2 separate regions of the Sus scrofa genome follow, and region 1 is linked to region 2. Evidence: chromatin contacts called from public Hi-C data. All regions are on one chromosome and are shown on one strand. The core of a region is the stretch at or near the end of the contact, and the rest is flanking DNA. Distances in the headings are between cores, read along the strand shown. Region 1 has its middle 360 kb from the start of AKR1E2. Region 2 overlaps LOC110255726 (a long non-coding RNA gene).

Region 1 (5,885 bases), core at 2,417-4,916, 220 kb before region 2:
ATTCAGGATGGTTCATTTCAATAAGTCCAAGAGAAAGCATATGATAAAAAATCAAATATTGAACTATGAATCATGGTAGAATGATATGTATTTAACAAATTAAAAAGCTGTCTTGGCCTTGTCACTATCTGAGTTCTATGATCCTCAAAGACTTATTTTGCCTTCCCGGAGTTAATTTTTACCTAAAAACGAGAATTTGAAACTGGCAAATTATGATTATTCTCTTAGTTGTTAACATCCATGATTCCCAAGCACTCACGTTTGCAATCATTGTGATAAGAGGTAAAACCAAGGGGCTTCAGGGTACTGTCCCAGAAAGCCTCCTGCACTGGAACCGCAGAAACCAGTTTTCTGATCTCCCATTTCCTCTTCCTCCTGGGAGATGCCGGGACCACGTTTCCCAGGCCTCCCTGTGGTCATGGGACAAACTAGCAGCCAAAGGAACGTGATAAGTGCCGCATGCCCCTTTCTTGGTCTATTTTGAAAATAAAGCTCTTCCAAGTCCAATCCTCCAGGCTCCCTTCCCCTGGACCCCTGAGCGTCTCCATGTGGGCGGAGCCATGAGGGTGAGGCCTGGGGCCTCTGAATCACTTCCTGGAGGAGAGCCAGAGCCAGCCACCCACAAGGAATACCCTTTCTGCACGCCGCCGAGAAAGAAACAGGCCTCCATCACTCGGTGCCACTTGAGAGGTTTGTGCTGGTTATAGCATCACCCTGGCCATTGCACTCTTTCTCCAAAGAACTGTGTGGATCTGACTTGATGTTTTTTAAAAGTCCTCACCCATCAGGTAACAAGCATGGTAATCCAGGTGGGACGATGACTGCCCTCCTGTGTGTCAGCTTCAGCTCTGTTGGAGTTAATGGTTGAGACGGAAAGGTCTGACTCTTGGACGACTTCCTTTTTCTTCCTCTATCTGCATCTGTTGTGCGGCCACCATATAAATTATCTCTGGATGCACATGGGTATGTCGATTTGCTCTACTAAATTTAAGTTAACACGTCTCCTTAGTTCATTATTCAGAGAGCTGTCTTCTGACCTACGTCTTAGAGACAGCTAGGAGCTTTGATTTACACTCTCCTAAGTCAAGCCTGCGCAGGGTCAGAGAAGAACAAAGTTAAGGCACGAGTGGGAGGTGCTTTCTTGGTTAGGGGATGGAGGCTGGGAGGGACTTGAGAAATGCCAGGCTCACGTGGCTGTTCCATCCTCAGAACCCGCTCATGTTTGCTTGGGGAACAGAGGTTTCAGCATGAAGATGCTGTGGTCGCGGTGCTCTGACAACTGTTTTCAGCCTCCCCGCTCCTGGCAGAAGTCATGACAAGGAGAAGAGGCTCCACAAGCGAAAACCTTCTTCTCCGCTTCGGTTCCCAGGCTCTGCTCCACGTTCCTCTGCGCCTGCTTCTCCACACTTGCCTCCATCACCTCCTTCTGCTCCATCCCAGGGGACTGCACATACCTCTGAAGAAACGAGACTTTCACGAGCCCGAGACTGCTTGAAGACTGAGGTTCTCTAAGCGTCTCCTGTGAAAATGACTGGGCACAGAGCAGACAAGTGTGGGCAGATGAGAGCGGAGAGCTCATGCCTTGACCCTGGGGGGCAAAATCCCTACGGTCTCATTTCCGGGGAAGTGAAGAAACTGACGAAGTGTACCCGCCTCCGTGGTGAGCTGAGTGTGGGGCACAGAGAAGAGGGCAACCGCCCGGCTCCATGGCTTGAGACCATCAGCTCCCAGTTCTTGGCCTCGTTGTCCGCATCTGCGGGCCCAGCGCTTCGTGGCGGGGCCAGGGAAGTCCTATCCAAGAGCACTGATAATTAATAACTGTCGACCCCGGGGGCTGTTGAGGAAGGAGTTTATGCTCCAGGAGGTTCTAACTTGTAAGGATGACCCCTTCTGCGTCTGAAATGAAACTTGTTTAGTGTCAATTCCAAGTTCCTTAAAACGTTACTTCACTGAGTTGAATTATCCAAACCAAAAGGCTGACTGAGTAATTCAATTTGGTCAAAGACGTCATCGGTTCAGACCACCCCATCAGTCACCCGCACCCCCGTCTCTGTGGACACACGCAGTGGCAACGACGCGGAGGGTCAGCCAATAATCGCTTTATTTGAGCACAGAAAGTTTGACCTGCCGGAGTTTTATGTCAAAATGAAGTAATCTCCTCTTGTGGAAAACAGATTTTATAAGTTAGTTCTTGAACAGTATACAGTAATTACGGGAAAGGAACGAGGCTGTTAAGTAGAAGCAAAGGGGTCATGAGAAAGGAAACGGAAGTAACAAAAAGTGTTTTTAATGTGCAACTTTTCCAGAGGTCCACTCTGTACACAAGGACGCTTGCTCAGTTTCCTACTGATACTGAAACAAATGACCACAAACGTAGCAGCTTAAAACAATGCAAATTTGATGTGTTATAGTTCTGGAGGTGAGACGTCCAGAAGGGGTCTCACTGAGCTAAAATCAAGGGTTAGAAGCGCTGCATTCTCTCCCCAGGCTCTAGGGGAGGGGCTGCTTCCCAGCCTTTTCCAGCTTCTGGGGCACCTGCATCCCCTGGTTCGTAGCCCCATCCTCTGTCTTCAAAGCCAGAAACACAGCATCTTCCAGTCCCCCTCTGCCTCTCACCTCCTCCCTCCCCGTCTCACTCACAAAACCCCTCATGGTTACACTGGACCCTCGACAGTCCAGGACAGTCGTGCCATCCCAAGGTCAGCTGATTGACAAAGTAACTCCTTCTACTGGCTTACTTGCCCTTTGCCTTTATAACTTCACATATTCACGGATTCTGTTAGGGTGGGATGGAGACACCGAAGGCTGGTAGCGTAAGCCGCCCCAGGATACGCCATGGTGCCAAAAGGGTTAATTCGATCTGAAGACAAGTGAGAAGATGTAGATATAAGAAAAGCTCTCTGCCCTCCCCAATTTGCCTAAAAGCAAGAGGTAAATGTGTGAAGGGATCCCCCTCCCCTCTCTACCAGGAAGGATGGAAGCTAATCACCAGGGACCACTCTCCGCCCTGATCAGCCCACAGCCAGCACCAGAGGCGTCTACACGGCAAACCTTACGAACAAACCTTTATGTCCCCGGTGTATCTGCTTTCATAAAATTTGCCGGCCCTAGATCACAAAGTCCCTTTCCTAAGTCTTGTCATGTTTCTGAAAGTGTGTTTTTCTTTCATTACGATGCTCCATAAGCCTAAGTTCTAACCACCCCCTTGACTCACCCACTGCTGAGTTTTCTGAGTCTACGAGCTCTGCACACGTTAATGACTTCTGCCTCTTTTTCCCTGTGAATCTCTCTTCTGTCTGTCTAGTTTGCAAGCCCCGGCCAGGAACCTAAGATGGCCAGAGGAAAAAGAAAATTCTCCTCTTCTACATTTTTGGGGCAGCGCGTTATCTGCCTACCACAGATACCTAGCTTTAAAACTGAGGAGGCTGTTTCGAATTCGTGCGGTTGTGGAATGACCCACTCCACGCGGGTCACTAAGCGCATACTTGGTGCCAGGCGCTGTGCAGAGCCTGGAATCGGAGAGCTGAGCCAGGCAGATGGGGCTCTGCCTTCGTGGAGAGGGACTGAGACGCAGAGATAAGGGAAACACCCAGGAGAGCCACAGAAGCACAGCCAGGGCGACCTCAGCATCCCCAGCAGCCAGCTGAGGGCACGTGGACACGTCTGGTGCATCCTGGTAGATGCCAACAGCTGTATCTGGCTCAGGCCAAGCGGACGGGACGAGCCGTCACAGCACGAGGACCCTGCTCCCTGCAGGGGAGCTGGGATTGACTGGAGAACCACTTTGCTCTCGAAAAGCCCTATTTCCCCAGGCTCCTGCCCCCACCCCCATCACCCTCCTGACCTTTCCTCCCCAAATTCGCAGCCCCCATGTGCCTCCTCCCTTCCTTCTCCAGCCTTTTCTCTCACGGGCCATTCGCAGGGACAAACTGCCTAGAACAGAAAGATAAAACTCTCTTAGAAAAAATAACCAAATTCCACTCTGGTTGCAGGCGGGCCCTGCTCACGGCCCGAGCTTTCTGGCTCAGACGCAACAGCCCCCCGCAGCGACCGTCCCAGGCTCCAGCTTTGCTCCGTGGGACCCACAGCCAAGACCGCTCCTTTCGAGACTCACTCCAGCTGCTGCCGCGCCTGCCAGCCCCTCGCTAACACACCCACGAGACAGAAGGGCTTGCTCAGAGCGGCCCCGGCTGAGATTTCCAGGTGAAGGTGGGGCCCGTCCGAGAAAGAGTTGAACCACTGAATGAGAAAGGCTGATTGAGACACATGAAAGCAATGCTTTCAGCGTCTAGCACCAAAGATTCCGCCAGCCCCGAATTACATTTGTTGAGCATCCCAGCAATGCTGCGATATTTCTGGACGACACCATGCATCCAAGGAAAATATTTAATATATGGATAAATTTAGGAGCTGCTGTTGGAAACAAAAATAGCTAATGTGTTAGGTAATGGTTGTAGATATTAATAGAAAGCACTGCGCTTTCAACGTCCCCTCCTGTGAACAGAGCCCCTGTCCCCGTCGGCGGCACCAACAGCAACCTCTTTCCGATTCCTTCCTCATCCTGTTTTCAGTATTAGTTTTCACTTTAAAATCTCCTTTGCTTCATTATCTACACACGGACTCTTAATCACTAAATAAAGTCACGGAGATTTCAAAGAAAATGAGGAGGAACTGTCAAAGCGCTGGCATTTCTCGGGTTTGCTCTTCATCATCACAAGCCACGCTCCCACACGTGCTCCCAAGGCTCCCTTCCCTTGCGTCTCCCCCTCCTCCTTTTTATTCCTCTTCTCAGCGCCCCCCCGCCCCCCGCTCTTCCGCTGCTGCTTTTTATGAAATGCAAATTTGCTCAGTTGCCCACTATCCATTCAAAGAGCACGTATCTGAAAGCCCGAGTGATGGCTAGCATGTCCAGGGATCGGGACAACCTGGCCTTCCCAGTCCCGTGTCATTGCCTCCAGTAACTCTCACTGGAAAGGGCTGGAAATAACACAGGCTCCACAACAGACAGAGGAATGATTCACGGCTTCTATGGACAAGGTGGATCTGTAGACAGACAGACAGACAGACAGATGAATATAAATACACAGGTTTGACACATCTCCCATGAAAACAACTTCTGCCAAAGCATCTGTTGGGTGGAGTTCCAGTATAACCTGGAGGACCCAGCACACACCCAGGAGTCCGCATCTGCACACCACCAAGCGGCCCAAGTGAGCAGACCGGAAAGTGGAATGGACATTTCAAATATGAGACTGGTCATTTATTTAGAACTAAAACTATCTTTCTCGTGATTAGAATGGACCTATAATTTACACTACAGCCCGAGCTCACACTGACAAGCATGGCAGTCCAAAAATACAGCCTGCCCAGTGACTGAGTCAGCTTTGCAGGGAGGATTAAACTTTCGATGGCCAGTAAAACTGGCCCCAACTTTTCTTTCTTTGGGCAGAAATACGGCGGGGAATGAGCAGCTCTGTGCCATGAATGACTGGCAGACGTGTCTCTTCTTCCTCTTATCTGTGTCTGGCGCTGTGCCAGGTGATACGGGCATGCGCAACGCAGACGAGAGCCTGCCTTCAGAGAGCGGCTCCTGGGAGGGCATGAAAGCCACGGCCGCGGGGCGACCGCCGAAGCAGGAAGAGGGCGCCGAGGAGGTGCCGAGGGCCTGGAGAGTGAGCTCAGGTCGCTCAAGTTCTGCTTCCACTACTGACAGCATACAGGTCTCTACACTGAGCTCACGCATGTGGACCAGGAGCAGTCCTACCATCTCTTGACAGTGCTGAGCCCACGTGACGACAGACGCAAATGCCCACAGAGGATGCCTGGCACATGGCAGCATTCACATGTGTCAGCAACGACTATTCTTATAAACTTTGCCCTGCGTG
Region 2 (5,411 bases), core at 904-3,403:
TTCTCAAAAAAAAAAAAATCCTTCCTTTTCTCCCCTTTTCTTCTTACTAGGTCATTCCATCAATATTATAAGCAAATTCAAAATAAATAAATAAATAAATAAACAAATGAACACGCCCCATTGGAGCCAGGCTCAGCTCACCTCACCCTGTGCTCCCACTTGTACCCAAGACACACTGTCCATGCCTGTGCTTCACAAACAACTGCCTCACCAGTCGCACGGCCTCTGTCCCTGTCCCCTAGATTCTCTTCTCAGAATGGCAGCTAGTGTGACCCTAGGCATATGTCTCTGCTCAGAGCCTTGAAAAGGTCTCCCTTCTCCATTAGCAGAAAAGCCAAGCCCTTCAACAGCTGAAGGCTGAGTCACACCTTCTCCTGCTCCTTTCAGCCTCACCCCGACACCCTTTCCCCCGATCCTTCTGCTGCAGCCTCCGGCCTCCTTCCTGTTCCTCAAGCAGCAGCTCTATCCTTGCCCCCAACCCCACCTTTGGCTTTTGGTCACTGCTGCATCTCCAGCACCTAGAACAGTGCCTCATGCAGAAGCTTGATCAATATCTGCTGAAGGGAAGATGCAAACTATCAATGAATATCCTTAGTTTTCTAAGCATCGATCTCTAATTCTTTTCAGACTCCTCAATAGACATGCAAAACACCTCTTAATAAGGTCAAACACATTACGGCAATCTATCTATTTCCTATTTTCCTTCCAGAGGGAATGAAGATAAAAACACATGGAAACACTCTCACGTGTACCCAGAGGTTCCTTTTCTTTATCACTAGTTTGACTTCAAAAGATGCCATTATTTTATAGAGAAGAAAAAAAAAATGAGTGAGTGATGGCAGATATAAACAACGTTCTGAAAGGTTTTCTTCCCGTTTGTGTAACTCTGTCAGAGTGGATTCACAGTTTGTGTATCTTACCTTCAAACAAAGAATATCATGTATTTTACTTCTGGTCTTCAGTCACCCTGTGCATCATATTGGGAACAAAGGAAAGGGTTCCAGGAAATGGTAATAAGAAATTATCCTCCTTTTTATATGATGTTACAGTTCCTGGAGCGTTTTTATGTGCTTATTTCACACATTGCATTTAGAAAATATGTTATATTCTTCACAGGGTTTTTCATTAGCTACACAACCCCGGTAATTTAATCACTATCTGGACCTCGATTTTGTGTCCACACAGTGAAAAGATTTGGACTCTGCCAGCCCAAAATTGCTTCTATGTGTGGAAATCATAGACTTTGTTTCATTCAATTTCTACAACAGCCCAGCAAGTTAACACAACCGATTTGGGGCGGGGTATCAATTTAAACAATAACTATCTCAGCTTGAATATTAAAGATCAAAAGCCAGGTAAAAGGTTCTCTTTAGAAATTCTGGAAACCAACTCCGTGGAAAAACAAAAGTAAACAAATACATCAACAGTGAACAAACATGGCAAGAACACCTTTTCTGTATCTAAACATGTGAATTATTTGAAAGAGTTCTTTCCAACAAGCAGAGCACGACAGGAGCACACCTAAGAAATTTTTTGTACCAGAAAACTATGAAAAGGTTACTTAAAATTAGAGAAAAACTATAAACATCAAGTATGCGAACTCCCAACCACTGGATTGGTAGGTTACAAATTGGCCCAGACTGCCCTAAGACCATGTAGGGTGAACACCTGGGTGACCAATCAAGGCTTAGCATCTAAAGGATGGAGGAGTCAGCCAAGTCGGCGTGGACTGATGAGAAAATCACCAGGGTTTACCTAGAACCGAAGTTCAAGCTTCCAGACCCCACAATCACCACCAGGGATTACACAGATATGCAAAATGGCAACGTCTGAGTCAACAACATAAAGCATCTTCTGGAAGATGGACTTTCCCCCTCCCGGTCCATATGTGATGTGAAATAAATGTCAGATCTGAAACCATTAGTTCTTCATGTCAGCGTGCAGCATGAGTGTGCCGGGGGCCAGCTGTAAGTCATCCATGCACGGGTCATACAGCACGATAATCGTACCAGGTACAAAGGGAGTGCAGAGTTGATACCTTATGCTCTGATAAGAACAGGCTTCTTCCCATGCATTACTGTCAGCCTCCCAGGCTGATACAGCCTGGTGCAAGCAGAGCGCTGAGTGTGGAATTGCACAACCAGAATGAATTTGTTTCCAGAACTCTGTAAATCATGCTGGTCGGCTCTGGCCCAACTGTAGGGCCTGTCCTAGTAGAGGTCTCTGCTGGCAGGAGACACGAGGAATCTTGGCTAACAAGGAAAAACAGAATGCTTTGGAAGTACTTGGTGTACCTTGAATAAGTGAGAAAAAGTCAAAACTGACCTCAAAAAGGAAGGGAACTAGAACAGCTCTAAAACGGGTCGGCCCAAGGGAGTTGAACACTGATGTGCACACACAAAAAGCCTGCACATGAACATTAATAGCAACCTTATCATCTTTTCCAAAACTTAGAAGCATCCACGACGTCCTTCCCTAGGTCATGGACCCGGGTAAACTGTCACCTTCACTAGGTGACTGTGGTCCTGTGAACAGTGGACTATTATTCAGGGTTGAGAAGAAACGAGCCATCGAGTCATGAAAGGACATGGAGGAAAGAAACGCAAATGCATGTTATTAAGCGAAAGAAGCCAACCAGAAAAAGCTGCAGACTGGATGACTCCAACTCTATGGCATTCTGGAAAAGGCAAAATTATGGAGACAATTAAAAGATTAGCGGTTGCCCACAGCTGGGGGAGGGGAGAGGGAACAGGCTGGGGGAGGGGGGAGAGAACAGGCAGAGCACAGAGGATTTTGAGGACAATGAAAGCACTCTTTAAAATGCAGTGATGGGCAGTTCCCACTGTGGCTCAACTAGCATCCATGAGGATGTGGGTTTGACCCCTGACCTCGATCTCTGGGTTGAGGATGCAGTGCTGCTCGGAGCTGTGGTGTCAGCTGGCAGCTCAGCTCTGATTTGACCCCTAGCCAAGGAACTTCCATCTGCTTCAGGTATGGCCCTAAAAAGCAAAAAAACAAAAACAAAAAAAACATACTGGGAGTTCCTGCTATGGTACAACAGGATTGGAAGCATCTCTGGAGCCCTGGGACATAGGTTTAATACCCGGCCTGGTACGGTGGGTGAAGGATCTGGCGTTGCCACAGTAGCAGCATAGGTTGCAGCTGTGGCTCAGGATCTGATCCCTGGCCTGGAAACCCCATATGCCTCAGGGCAGCCAAAAATTAAAATTAAAATAGAATAAAATACCGTGATGGTTATTATATGCCTTTATTGACTTGTTCAAATTCATAGAATGTTATGACCCCCGAGAGTGAACCCTCAGGTAAGCTGCAGACTTTGGGTGATGACTATGTGTCAGGGTAAGTTCATCAGTTGGAACAAAGGTCTCAGTCAGGTGGGTGGTGCTGCTAAGAGTTGAGGCTGTGCCTGTGGTGGGGGAGGGGTAAGAAAGAAATCTCTATACCTTCCTCTCAATTTTTACGTTGAACCTAAAACTGCCCTAAAAAAAAAAAAAAAAAAAACTAAAGTATTTTATTTTTAAAAAATAGACATAAATATAGCTACTAAAGCCAGAATACTTTTAAGAGCAAACACAGATTCTTCTGAGGAAACCAGTTTATATACTTAAAGAATTGAAGTCCCTCCATTGGGACCCAAAAGGAACAAATTCTGTGTCTGTATAAATATAGAAAGGGATGTGTGTATACCTATTTATTAAGTTCCTGCTGTGTACACACACTCTGGTAGGTTCTGAGCATCTAATGCACTTGAACCTGTGCTGGTAAGACTGAAGGCTTCAGGGCTTCAGATATATGGCCCCATGAAAAGCAGGGCTTACAGAAAAAGGGAGAAAAAAAATCCAACAGGCACATATATTTACAATAAACTTCAGGGTAGATATCACCTTTCAGTTATTCAATGAGATTTCTTTGTCTCGGTGGGAAATTCTCTTTCATATCTTGTTATCATTTCACAGACAATAATCCTGTTGAGATCAATGTACGAACAGCACAGGAAATTACAGATAGGAACTTTGGATTGTAAGTTCACCACATGACAGAAATGAATTTGCTTTCATTTTTTGTAGCGCCTATTTCTAGACATTGCTACCAATTGTTGCTGAAAGGGTTAGGACAGCAGAATTGGTAATGCAGCGAAACTCAAATTTCTTTAAGGTTCGTGTGCTTTGCTGTTAGTACCTTTTACATTTCTGAGATCTAGTTTGGCTTAATATTATTTTTAAAAGCCACAAAAATGTATGCTTGGCAGACTCTAGCACTCAAAATAGGCCCCGTTATTTTGTCCAACGACAAGTCATCTGTTTGATTCCACTCAAGTGGAGAATGAGATCGCCTGGCCAGACCAGTGTTTGGGTAACACCAGTGGCTAAATGGCATCAAGGAAATGCTGCCCAGGATAACAAACAGGCCACAGGTGCAGGAGGTGCAACCCCGCTTTTAAGAGAGCCCACCACGGACCCTAACAACGTTGGCAATAGGAGTCTTCGTTAAAGTGAGATAAATGATTTAGCTGATGCAAATAAGTGAAATTTAAATAGGAAGAACTCCACATAAACCCACCCACATCACGTTCAACTTTGAGAATTTACTGATAAACATCAGCTTAGAATTAGAAAGGAGAATCGGCCATATGGCAAACTTAGTTAAGCTTTGGATAGTCAAGAGTAAATAACAGACAATCCTGCTTTCAAAGTGTTGGATAGAGCAGGTAAGTACATTAGCTTCATAATCACTAAGTTAATCTGAAAATTAATTTTAGGAGGGACAAATAAACAACATACTGCCCAGGTAAAGACCCTGAGGGCTGACGGGGCCCTAACATCTCACAGGGACCAGAAAGTCCCTCTTTCTACCGCTGGAGGGTAGGTCCCATACGAACTGGAGACCTCGCTGCTTCTCACCGAGATCATCCAAGCACCTCGCTTTGTGTGCAGCACATACGAAATATTAGCTTAATATCCCACCGTGCAGAATTCACAGGACATAGTCATAGAGTGAATGTGGGTGTCAGGTGGCAGGGAGGAGAGTCTGGAAGGAGTTAAGAATGATAGATGCTTCCCACCCTAACAAGAATTCTCCCCGCAGCTTTAGGGACCCTGAATTACCAACTGAGCACCACACGTGCTCACTACTTACCAAGGCTTCCTAAGCCGTGGCTGGGCTCGAACAGACATGCTTTTGCAATTTTTTGATCCATCTTCTCTAACTTTTGTGCCTCTTCTTAAACCAGTCTCCCGTAGAAACACACACACAAATAGCCACTACGGTCACCCTTTTCTCCGGTACACGTTAAATATTTTCCACCCTGGAATTATCCCTGTTGCCCATTTTCTCTTCCCTCCTCCAAAACATATCCCAGTTTTCTAAATCTCTTCCCATTCGCCTTTTTT

Evidence for each region. A called contact is a pair of places that touch in the nucleus more often than the background predicts.
Region 1: a Hi-C map of omental adipose tissue shows a contact between it and region 2, with 2.0 times the contacts expected there. The contact joins two enhancer-like sites. A contact is called at or near these places in 4 of 47 Hi-C or Micro-C datasets (mesenteric adipose tissue, omental adipose tissue, skeletal muscle and 1 more) and 1 of 2 datasets of contacts at active chromatin or transcription factors (skeletal muscle).

Annotation. Positions count from the first base shown.
Region 1 is chr10:66,051,117-66,057,001 of Sscrofa11.1, reverse strand. No RefSeq gene overlaps it. Among named protein-coding and RNA genes, the nearest start is that of AKR1E2, 360 kb to the right of the region's middle. Within about 2 kb of position 3,666, at least 12 of the 83 cell types and tissues checked have an H3K27ac peak or open chromatin away from gene starts, as enhancers often do. A contact at or near this core is called in omental adipose tissue, where this site is marked.
Region 2 is chr10:65,828,108-65,833,518 of Sscrofa11.1, reverse strand. LOC110255726 (a long non-coding RNA gene) reads right to left here. Exons shown (of 3, transcript XR_002336437.1): 1 at 5,158-5,411. Among named protein-coding and RNA genes, the nearest start is that of AKR1E2, 140 kb to the right of the region's middle. Within about 2 kb of position 2,153, at least 8 of the 83 cell types and tissues checked have an H3K27ac peak or open chromatin away from gene starts, as enhancers often do. A contact at or near this core is called in omental adipose tissue, where this site is marked.